Linked DNA regions of Mus musculus: all the other regions are linked to region 1. Evidence: chromatin contacts called from public HiChIP or PLAC-seq and Micro-C data. All regions are on one chromosome and are shown on one strand. Each heading gives the region's core, a stretch centred on a gene start, on an enhancer-like site or on the middle of the called end of the contact. The rest is flanking DNA. Distances are from core to core; before and after follow the strand shown.

The links. Hi-C and Micro-C count contacts between places; a contact is called where the count stands out from the background. HiChIP or PLAC-seq counts read pairs in DNA pulled down with a chosen protein or histone mark.
Region 2: a Micro-C map of muscle stem cells shows a contact between it and region 1, with 8 times the contacts expected there. The contact joins the enhancer-like site here to the promoter of Acvr2a in region 1. A contact is called at or near these places in 5 of 39 promoter capture datasets (the 3T3-L1 cell line, cranial neural crest, hippocampal neurons and 2 more), 6 of 484 Hi-C or Micro-C datasets (muscle stem cells, myocytes, nephron progenitors and 2 more), 10 of 115 datasets of contacts at active chromatin or transcription factors (SST interneurons, craniofacial prominence, differentiating embryonic stem cells and 7 more) and 1 of 9 other capture datasets (adipose tissue).
Region 3: an H3K4me3 HiChIP or PLAC-seq map of embryonic limb bud shows a contact between it and region 1, with 4 times the contacts expected there. The contact joins the enhancer-like site here to the promoter of Acvr2a in region 1. A contact is called at or near these places in 4 of 39 promoter capture datasets (the 3T3-L1 cell line, 3T3-L1-derived adipocytes, cranial neural crest and 1 more), 2 of 484 Hi-C or Micro-C datasets (bone marrow-derived macrophages and uterus), 5 of 115 datasets of contacts at active chromatin or transcription factors (bone marrow-derived macrophages, embryonic forebrain, embryonic limb bud and 2 more) and 2 of 9 other capture datasets (macrophages and pancreatic islet).

The regions. Positions count from the first base shown.
Region 1 is chr2:48,811,925-48,815,782 of GRCm38.p6, forward strand. It overlaps Acvr2a (activin receptor IIA), which reads left to right and starts at 2,185. Exons shown (of 11, transcript NM_007396.4): 1 at 2,185-2,902. The coding sequence starts at 2,848.
Region 2 is chr2:48,566,149-48,570,006 of GRCm38.p6, forward strand. No RefSeq gene overlaps it. Among named protein-coding and RNA genes, the nearest start is that of Gm39809, 29 kb to the left of the region's middle. Within about 2 kb of position 1,878, at least 30 of the 459 cell types and tissues checked have an H3K27ac peak or open chromatin away from gene starts, as enhancers often do. A contact at or near this core is called in muscle stem cells, myocytes and pancreatic cancer cells, where this site is marked.
Region 3 is chr2:48,595,855-48,599,712 of GRCm38.p6, forward strand. No RefSeq gene overlaps it. Among named protein-coding and RNA genes, the nearest start is that of Gm39809, 59 kb to the left of the region's middle. Within about 2 kb of position 1,622, at least 4 of the 459 cell types and tissues checked have an H3K27ac peak or open chromatin away from gene starts, as enhancers often do. A contact at or near this core is called in embryonic limb bud, where this site is marked.

The DNA.
Region 1 (3,858 bases), core at 935-3,434:
ATATAAAGGCATTTATTAAGGGGCCCTAGGAGTACTGGGAGGGGAGCATTAGGGGTGGCTATGACTGAATTACATAGCATTTGTAGAAATTTGTCAAACATAAGTAATATGGAGGAAAAAGGGCAGCCTTAATAATTTCAGCTATTTCTATCTTCAGTGTGAGCTTTGGAACTGTAGTGGGGATTAATAACACTATCTTTTAAAGCCACTATTTCTGGATTTTTTTTTTTTTAAAGTACATTCTGGGCTCTGGGTGGAGCTCATTTGCTTGCTAAGTATGCATGGGGTTCTAGGTTGGATCCCCAGGACCACATAAATACAACTCAGTAGTGCATGTCAGTAATTGCAGCAATTACAAAGTAGAGGCAGGAGGATCAGAAGTTCAAGGTCATCTTAGGCTCTCTAGGGAGTTCGAAGCTACCTTGAGCTCCACAAGAGCCCATCCCGGTGCCTCCCAGAAGCACATTTAAGAACAGAATGCATAGCTGTTATGACTGGTTGTCACTAATTTCTCCCAGGGGTTTACTTTAACTCTTTGTTAGCAAAGAATGCTCTTATTCAGAATTATTCTTGAAGTTCTTCTTCATTACTTTAGAAAATAATTTTACGTTCACTCATATGTCAGACTAGGAGGTGAGAGGAAACTAATATGCAACTCTTGTTGCTTCACTTGCTCTGTTTTTAGCGATGAAGAAACATCGAGACGATGTAGTGACAAGACAACAGTAGGGCCTGATCCATCCCTGGGAGAAAGGAGGGTAGATGGTTCTAAAGTAAACACACTCTTCCATTTTAAGACTGTTAGTGGCAACTCTTCGTTTCTGTCCAGCCTAAACTGTTTGCAGAACTACATTCGATTTACTGAGGCATCCTGAAGACCAGTTTGGGATTTTGTTGCATAATACCATCAATTCTGAGCAGGGCTTGAGAACTGGAAATCTTGGAGAGAGTTTAAAGAGCCACAATGATTATTAACCCTGACAAGTAGTAGAAATAGGCAGATAATTATAGGATGTACTTAATAGACAGAAATATAGAGCAGTTTATAGGAAGAGAAAAAGAAAACAAATACAAGTGAGTTTGTGGAAAAATGTGGGGATCAGTGTACACTAAAACATTAATTACCCATCCCACAGTTGCTTCCTTTTTTTCTTGAAAATGTCTCCAAACACAGAGGTTACTACTGTATTAAGAAAAAAGGGCAAACTTCTAGGTATTTACCTATCTACTGAGGAAGCATTCCTGTCAAAACCTTCAGAATGCTGGAATAAAGTGGAAAACAAGATCTCCCCCTTTATTATACCAAATTGTGCTAAATGGCAGACGAACTGACTCTAGCAATCATCCTTTGCACGCTATAGCCAACTTCGAATATCCCAAATAGCCGAGCTTCTGGAGGTAGGGCTCACATTTTTACATTCTGTATGTTTCGGTGCTTAACTGAACACCCGATCAACAGTTCAACATGGCTTACGGGGTAAAAACAGGTCTTACAAGAGGCTAAGAATTGATAACACCACCGTCTCTGACGGTCCAATACACTGAAATCTGCGATTTTCACTTCAAGCCTAATACAGACTTTCACGCCAACTAGGAGCAAACCTGTTTGCAACACAATGCTTTGTGTATACAAGGTGTGGTGGATAGGATCCGAACCTCACATCGAGCTATCTGGCGAGGGTGTCCTGACCTGGCGGACAGCCCTTCCTGCCTTTATTTTTTAGCCCAAAGACAAACGTGGGGAGGCCTCGGCGGCGGGGGCGCGGCCGGCTCGCGAGCACCGAGCTCGCTCGGGCAGCAGCGGGTGCGGCTCCCGCCCACTCGGAGCAAGTCGGCGCGGCCTCGGCGTCCCCCAGAGGAAAGGCTGGGCGCCGCAGTCGGCCTTAGCATCGCCCATCCCGCTCGGGCGCCGCGGCTCTCGCGCCCGGGCGGGCACCGCACTGGGCACACCGGGCGTCTCGGGGCCGCGGCGGGCACCCGCAGGGCCCGCCGTCCCGTCTGCTCGGTCTCGGTTCCCGCAGCCTCGCGAGCGCGCTCCGGATCCGGCCCCGCCCCTCCGGCTCGCCCCGCCTCCCGGACAATCTCCTCGCGCTCGCCGCCCGGCACGCGCGCTGCGCCCGGCCGCCGCTCCCGCCGCCGCCGCCACCGCCGCCGCGGAGCGTTTCTCCGCCGCGCCTGGCTTCCAGCTTCAGGACGGAACCGGAAGTGTAGGGGGCGGGGCCGGCGGAGGCCAGGAGACCGAAAACGCGGCCGAGCCGGGAGCCGGGAGCCGGAGCCACAGCCTGGACCAGAACTTGGCCGCCGCCTGCGCCACCGTCTCTCCCGTCGCCGTCTCCCGCGGCCGCCTCGCACCGCCACCGCCGCGAGCTCGGCTACTGTGGTCCGCGGACTTTGGGTGTCCGGGTTGAAGGTCGGTCCGGACGTCGGAGCAGCTCGGCTCCCGGACCGTCCGGGCGGCTGCGGGCGCCGCCGCCGCCGCCTCGTCGCCTCAGCCAGGCGTTTTGTTCGCTGAGACGCGAGAGGCGAGCGGAGCTGACAGTGATTTTGACAGTGATTCCAACCCGCTTTTGTTGTTGTTGGCTTTTCGTTGTTTGGTTTGGTGTGTTGTGCGTGTATGTGGCGGTTTTTCCCCCGTGGTACATTTTTTTAAATTGTTGTGCCTTTTTTTTAAATCCTTTTTTTTTCAACCCTGTGAACGTTTTTTGCTTCCCCCTCCCCCCCGCCTCGGGGCTTCCGAATATGTTTTATGACGGTTGATTTTACACCAGGAGGTTTGTCTCCGAGGAAGACCCAGGGAACTGGATATCTAGCGAGAACTTCCTACGGCTTCTCCGGCGCCTCGGGAAAATGGGAGCTGCTGCAAAGTTGGCGTTCGCCGTCTTTCTTATCTCTTGCTCTTCAGGTAGGTGGAGGAGCCGGCGCGGCGGGGCTGTGGCCGGGTGCCGGGTGCCGTCTGCTGGGCAGTTCTCGGGCCGAGGCTTTTCCCGCGCCTAAACCCGCAGCCCCGATCATCTCGAAATCTCCATGAATTCCACTTGTTTTGGGTTGGTGTGGCGAACTGATAGGTTGAGTGCTGTGTTGTTGTGCAAGTGAGAAAGTCATGGTTTGTGGCCATAACACTCGATGACAGCGCTGGTTGGGTTGCTGTTCAAGCCGCAAATACCACAAGTGAAAATTTATGTAAAGGTTTGAGACCCAGAAGGAGGTATTCCAAAATGTCATTTAGCCTAAGCTGTTCCAAAACAAGGACCGGTTTTGGTCGTCATCTAATTAGTGCTTCACCGGTGAATATCGAGACATAGATCAAGTGAGCTGGTGTTTAATTTTGACTGTGAGAAACAATGCATCCTATCAGCGATTTAATCTAGGTCTCCTCTCACGTCTTCTCCAACTACATTGTCCAGTAGTGTTAAAAATAGTTTTAGTTGCCGGAGTATTAACCCTAACCCAGTGCAGAAGAGGTATGCTGCTGTGTGTTGGTGGTGTGTGCTGGCTTTCACCCACCATTTGGGTGCTCTTTTCAGGCGTAGATTCTGCTTACCTACGGAATACTTATTTTAAACGCTTTGCACCGACACGTTGTTTTCAGTTAAGAACAGGCCATGTGAAATTGTGTTCATGTTAAATATGCTGTTCTTGTGAGATGTATTTCTTTTTCTTTTCTTTTCTTTTAACTCAAGGTTAGGAGAATACTCTGGCCATTTTATATCTGAAAAATTTGATTATGTGAAGATGTTGTATGGTTGCAACCAGTGGTTGGAAAAACTAGGCTTTTGTATTGAAATTCTGGAAATGCATACATACATCTAGCTGAAAGGTGTGCAAATGCACTTAACCGGAGAGTTAGTTGGAGGGATG
Region 2 (3,858 bases), core at 628-3,127, 250 kb before region 1:
AGATAAGCATCAAACTCCAGTGACCCTCTTGTTCTAATGCTTTGATTCAATCGGGGATCTGCAAGGCCAAATGCTAAAGGTCCTTGTTCCCAACTGGTTTTTGATTGATCAATAAAGATGCCAACGGTCAATGGCTGGGCACAGAGCAGGACCCTTAGAGTTGTATGGGCGTGGACACAGAGAGAAATGAAAGAGTTTCGCTGCGACTTGTGGGTAGAAGGATGGGACATGGGAGCAGCAGGAAATATCACCAACCAGCCATGTGAGACTTCAGGAAAAGTGGTCACTGGCCATTTCCCTGATTAGGCCTGGGGTAGCAGGGGAAGGTTTAGGAGTTCTCAGCCTTTGTGGTAGCCAAGGCATTTAAAAAAAGCTGGGTGTGTGTCTTTCATTCGTGGATTCAAAGATAGCTTCTGGTCGGGTGTGCGCGTGCAAAGCACCAGGAACACAAAGTGTTGTAGCAAAAACTCCCGCTACCCTCCTGTCTCTGCCCATCCCCATGTCTACAGAGTCATAGGAAAATGTGCCAGCTTTTTCTGGAACCTGAGATTCAAACTCTGGTATTCATGTTTTTACAGCAAGAGGACTGACCTACTGAGTCACATCTCTGGTCCTTGGAAGGCTGTTTCGAGTAGGTGTGATGGGATCAACCTCCCCTGAGAGTTCCATCAAGTCAGTCACCGTGACTCATGTTTTCATTGATGCTGAGCCTTGCTCAGTGACAACTAAGAAGAATACCTGCTTGGGGGTCTTGAAATCAAAGCCTAGGAAATAACAATAATCCAATTGACCTCTCCTTTCTTCTGCTGCTGCCAAATTTAGACCTCAAACCAGTGCAATTTCCTACTGTCTTTAGCGCATTTTCAAACATTTGTACAACATAACCTTCGTCTCCAAATCGTATTTCTGCCAAATGGATATTATTAATTATGACTGTCAATAACAGATAAATGGATGGTAAACCAAATGTCCAATAACAGAGGTATGTTGATGAAATTTTATTATAGTACAATAGAAATTATTTATGAAGGATTTTAATAATGTGTTATATTAATGCTATATTAAGTATAACAACTGAAAACAGGTTCTATATGCAGTGTGATTATCACATGTGTGCGCACACACACACACACAACCACAGAAATAGAAATGGACTCCACCCGATGAAAATAAAAACCACGATTACAGTTATGAGTGAAAGGAAAACCATTGAAACCATGGAAATTTATATTCATAAATGTATAATGAGAATTTACAACAGATATACACTCTAAAACTCACCATTTCCCTATGTTAAATAAAAAAGGAATTTTAAAAACACAAGTCTGATCATATAAACTCTAACCCTGTCTCATCAGCCTTAAGTGCCCTGCTCTACAGCAAAGCCAATTCTCCTCTACTAAACCAGCTTCCAAGGGGCTAGGAGTGTGGCTCAGTGGTAGGGCTCCTGCCTAACATCCCCAGAGATTCTGGGTTTGCTCCTCAAGCATTGAGGGAGAGAACTTTTTCTCCAAGCTGCTGCCTCTCCTCTTGCATCCTTCCCTCTTCTCTACTGCAGATGGTACCTTGCATTCTGGGATGTTACTCCCAACCGCTCCAGCCTCCAAACTTTTGCTCAGACTGTTGCTTCTTCCAGCATTAGAAGAAGGCCAGATGGCAACTACCCGGTAATGCTCAAAAATAAAAGGAAATGGGGCAAACTGTGTTTACTAGGACTCCTTTCAGAAACAGCACTGTAGGTGCTGGGGAGGAATAATTTAATAAAGCCACTTAGTAGTGGGGAGGAGTGCCAGGGATTCGTGTGAATACCACAGCTAGACTGTCTTCAAGGAGCACAGCAGGCTCAGGTAACTACAGAGCTTTTTATCCTGCTAAATAGGGCATGCAAGCTTGGGGCCAGAACTGCGTGACTCACTCAGGGCAATAGGGGATTATGTGGAGCTTACTCTCACCAGTAAACAAACGTTGAACAAATATTTAAGAGCGTCGTAAACCTGGTCAGTTGCATACCTTTGTCCTGTAGCCTCTGCTATAAGTCTCTCAAACATTATTGTTGCCTCTGCTCATAATAGACCACTGAGCATCTTCCTTTGACGACTCTTGGCTCTGGATCAACACAGCACATCGTGGTTATTCAGTCTAGTTACCCATTTGTACATTTTCTCTTTCACTTGAGGACAAGTTTTGTTTTTAACTGCACCTAGTCTGATACTCAACACACATTAAGTAAGTGAATAATTGAACTAATTAGAAAATAGGAAGCCCAGCTTAGTGTTAAGCCAAAGTGAGTAACTTAGAATAACCAAAGATCCTTCTGATAAATTACAAAGTGACTTTGGGGGGGGGGGGCTGTCCTGGCATGGAGCATTGAGAAAAGGACAGAAACTTAGAGACAACCCCACTTTGGCATGGATATAACCTAGATAAATCAACCCCAAAGTATCTAGGGCCTTCCTCTGAGCTCAGCTCAGTGTCACTTTCTGACAGCTGGCTATACGCACAGTCCCGTCCCTTTCCTGAGAAAATGTCAGTGAAATGTTAATAATTTGAAGTTCTGTGGGGACCCCCTAAGCAACTTCACACAGATAAGCTGCTTCTTCTGCCTGATGCCGAACTGGGGTTTTAGGGCAGAGGTGGGAGTTGAACAAACTCAGAATAGTGTGCTATAAATAGAAGAAGACTGCCTCACGCCCTCTAGTAACAATAACCAACCCTGAGCTATTTAGCCATCACCTGCTATATTTCACACTGCTCATATTTCCCAACTCATTTGCAAGAGTCAGGCCTCTGTCATGAGTCACTCTCCACCATTAGCTCAATCCATTCTTCCCGCATTAACCTCCAAATTCATCAGAAAAACACAAGTTCCAGAGAAAGCCATTTGGCAAGCAGGGAAATCAGATCGTCTTGCTTTTCCAGCCTCTGGGATGTATCTACCCAACTGGACATTCCCTGTCTAGGGCCATGTCAGTGCCTTGCTCAGTCTCTCTGCAGCAACTAGAGAACTCCCTCCTTTTACCACCAACAAGGCCCATGTAGGTCCCTTCCTATACCTCCTTTGGCCATAATTTCATGGGTTTGAGCACTGGCTAGCCATGAAGACTAGAACTTTCTTCTGTTTGTTTCAATCATCTCTTCTCTGCTCTATACCAAATATGTCATATGACATTTGCTTATAATACTAAGAAACATAGGTACGGTGTCATCTATTTTTTCTTGTAACTCTCCTACTAAAAATCCTGTTTTGAGCAATTTAAAACAGACCCAATTTAAAAATAAAAATAAAAACTCAGAAATGATGGTTGTTAGGCATTAAGTTTCATGTTTCCTTTTAGCTAATAATTCATACTTTTTAAGTCTGTTTTTTTTATATACTTTTTATTAGGTATTTTCCTCATTTACATTTCCAATGCTATCCCAAAAGTTCCCCATACCCTCCCTCCCACTCCCCTACCCATCGACTCCCACATTTTGGCCCTGCCGTTCCCCTGTACTGGGGCATATAAAGTTTGCAAGTCCAATGGGCCTCTCTTTCCACTGATGGCAGGCTAGGCCATCTTTTGATTCATATGCAGCTAGAGTCAAGAGCTCCGGGTTACTGGTTAATTCATAATGTTGTTCTACCTATAGGGTTGCAGATCCCTTTAGCTCCTTGGGTACTTTCTCTAGCTCCTCCATTGGGGGCCCTGTGATCCATCCAATAGCTGACTGTGAGCATCCACTTATGTGTTTGCTAGGCCCCTAAGTCTGTTCTAATGGATCATTCTAACTTCCATGGTGCTGGGGAAATCATCCAAATGACATTCTCTTAAGAGGTTAATAATCTGTATTTTCAGCCTTGCTGAAGTGTAGATTCTG
Region 3 (3,858 bases), core at 372-2,871, 220 kb before region 1:
AATCTAAGTGGATTAAGGAACTCCACATAAAACCAGAGACACTGAAACTTATAGAGGAGAAAGTAGGGAAAAGCCTCAAAACAAACTATTCTTAAGGTATCCAAGTATTTGATGACCAAGAGAAACCAAAGTCAAGGGCCTCTTTGAGGGTTCCTTGGCTCTTTTGGATTGCTTGTTTGTTTGTTTTTTTTATTTTTGTTTGTTTGTGTTGTTTTGTTTTGTTTTTAACCTTATAGGTACCAATATTATGGCTTCCAGTTTTGTGTTTTTATGGGATTCCTATGTGTGCAAATGTGTGTGTCATTGTGTCTCTATGTGTTTCTTCTGATTTTTCATTAACACATTTCCTTCTTTTTGATTTGTTTTATTCTGTCCTATGCCAATTGGCTTGATTTTGTTTTATCTTACTGTATTTTATTTTATCATTATCCTTTAGACATCTCGTTATTTTCTAAAAAGAGACAGAGAGGGGCTGGATTCTGATGGGGAGGGGAGTGCCAAGAATCTGGAGGAGTTGGGAAAGGTAATGCCATCACTAAACTTTATTGCATGAAAAAAGTCTATCTTCAATAAAATACAATTTTAGAAAATATAAATAAAACACAGAACATTGGAACTTTGAGAAAAAAACATAAGGAACATTCGTCAGGACATTAGAGTAGGTAAGAACTCACTAAACAGAGTACCTGTAGCCTGGTTTCATAAAGGTTAGGGTCTCAGCCCTGTCTAATAGCATCCTGAATCACCAAAATGTACTGGAAATGGCAAGGTATGTTTAAATGGGTTTAAACTGCAATTTTTTTTAAAGTTTCATTGCACTACAATAAGGAAGACCCCCAAAGTCAGCTCCATCTGCTTCTTTGGAAGATAAACAAGAAGTTGGAGACATGGCTCAGCAGTTAAGAGCATCCACTGCTCTTGTAGAGGACGTGGGTTCAATTTCTAACACCTACCTGGCAACCACCAGTAACTGGGGCTCTAGGAGATCCAACACCATCTTCTGGCCTCTGGGGGCACTGCATACTTATTGTGCACACACACAAGTGAATGCACTTACGCACATAAGATAAAAAAATAATTAACAAAATCTGTGTTATATACAATAGATTTAAAGTTGCTAGACCACAGGAAATGAGTAGTGTTTGCCTAGACAAGAATCCAATTCCACGGTAAACAATCCATCAAGTAGCAAGAATAAAACTTCCTAAGCAAAGAAAGAAATATTCCACAAACACAGATTTGCAGATCTAGCTCACTCATCTTTGATGACATGGGTCATTTACTTGATGCTTACCATTAATTCAAATTCTAAACTTCTGTCTCCACAGGAGTGTGTTTCCTGCTTGTGTTTGAATCTCATTATATAATCATCTCCATAAAGTGATTCCTCATTGTTGTGAAAATAACCAAGGTCCACTTAGCATTGTTATAGCAAGATAGTTATTGTTAGCTTCTTAACCTTACCAAGCTCATGAAAGCCTGCCTCAATCAGTCCATTGCATTACTAAATGATTGTGCGTGTTTTGCGCTGGAGACAGAGCTTGATGAGCAAAAGCAGTTGCTACTCTTGCAGAGGACCCAGCCAGGTCACGGTCACGTTCCCAGCATCCACAAGGCAGCTCATCTATCTGTAACTCCACTTTGAAGGGATTCTATGTCAGTGACCTCTACTGGCCTCCACAGGCACCAGGCATGCACATGATATAAGAGCATACATGCAGGCAAAAGTCACACACATAAAATAATGTTTACAAAGAAAAATATAGCTATTTAGAATAGGGAGAAAGAAGAAAAGTCAATAAGGAAAGGCAAACTGACCCTCCCTCCCTGCAACTATTCCTGCATGAGAATGGATGTACTTCTGCAACAATGGTGACAAACTAATGCCAGACAGCTGCATATAATTCTCTCTCTCTCTCTCTCTCTCTCTCTCTCTCTCTCTCTCTCTCTCTCTCTCTCTCTCTCTTTCTTTTTAGTTTTCTTTGTTAAAATATTTGAAACATTGTTTCACTCCTCATGCCAAGTATCCAGAAATAATTTAAGTTCACTTTATAGCCCAATGTCTCCAAGGCCAAAGAGCCCGGGCCTTTTTGAAGTCTCCACATTAACAGGGTACACATGTGTAAATAAGGAGAGCCAGCTTGACAGCTTGGAGGTGTGTAGGCCTGGATCTCACTCCCACAGTGATTGAAAAAAAAAGTCCCCAACTTGATTAACTTTCATAGCCTATAAAATGCTTTGAGTTCCTCCAAGCAAGATGCTGTATTAATACAAAGTCCTATTATTGGGTGGCACTGGAATTTACTAATAGTTTAGTTACTTCATCTTGTTTCTTGGGACAAGAAATTTTGTTCTGTTTTGCAGAAATCCACCTGTAAGGCTGTAGTGGCATTCTGTCCAACAATTCCAATAAGCATGATCTCTCAGGCAATAAAGAATGTAAAAGTATTCTCATTAGTTACAAAGAGTTAAATGTGTATGCTATGACCCTCTCGACCACCAATGACCTGGAACTAATCCTATTAAGCCACGCTCAAGATCAGCCTCATGTTACTCTGTTTCTTTCGGGAGGTACCTTTGGCAAGCCATTATAACTATACCTACTGCAAAAACAAATGCACCCAAGAGAATACTCACATTTTCCCCATTTGTTTTCTCAGTAATTTAGCTGAACTCCCATGTTTAAATTATTGGATATTGTGAATTTCGTACATTTAATATTAACTATTAAAATCCACAGTTTATTTGCCAATGAAGTAAGAAATATTTACTTGTACCTCATAATAATTAAAAAAAGAAATCTCACACATGTGCAGTTCTGCAGGCAAGGAGTATGGAATGCCAAACATATCCAAAGAATTGGGACTTTAACTAAAAAAAAAAAATCAGGCATATGCACACTTAGACATGATTAATAATACAGAGCTGATGGTTGCTTCTCATTGAATGAATTAAATCAGACATTATATTAATTACAAGTCAATGTCCCAGCAGGAGGCCAGAGGAACGAGAGAAATTGAGAACTGGATCATCAAAGCCAAATTGAGACTAAATTGGTGGTCCAGGTTCATTAACAACACCTGGAGAGCTTTAAAATGATGCTGACGCCGGGGTCTAACCCCAGACCAACTCGATGAGAGTCTCAGAAAGTGGAACCCAGGCGCAGTACTTTAAAGACTCCTGGGGAAATTCAGAAGTACAGCAGGAACAGAAAATTAATGGGTGGGACAACCAATGGGCGGGACTTAGAACACACTGAGAGAAGAACTACCAGGTGCCTAGCTTGTGGCCTTGGGTCACTGAGCCAACCCAAAGTGCAGTCAGGAGGTTCTGATAAGAGAGTTTGGAGAAAGGAACAGGTCCAAATACGCCGGCCATAAAACGCAGAACACGGGGTAAGTGGTTATTCCTTTCATGGATGTAGCCATTCTGGGCTAATCTCCTTACAGTCCTTAGAGATTTTTAATATTTAATTTTTTAATCTTAAAATATTCATCGCACTTCTAGAATCTTTCCTCATCTCCACTAAATCTCTCACAGTTCAACCCTTCCACGTAAGATTCTGAAACCTTCTTAAAATTCAAAGCTCAGAAAAACCTTCGTCCATAGGACGTGGTCTCCTTAGGCCAGGGGAGCCTTCTCTCCTTCACTCTCAGTGCTGGCCAAGGCCCTGAAGTAGCCAGGGGCCTTCCTGCTTTCTATGCAGGTCACATTACTGCATGCAGATGAGGCTTTTAGTCAACAACGCTGCTAAATTTAGGTGGAGGGTTTTTTTTTTTTTTTGGCCTGGTTTTGTTTTCATTTTGTTTGGTTTTTATAAACTGAATAGTAATTCTATGCATGTACATGTTTTAACTG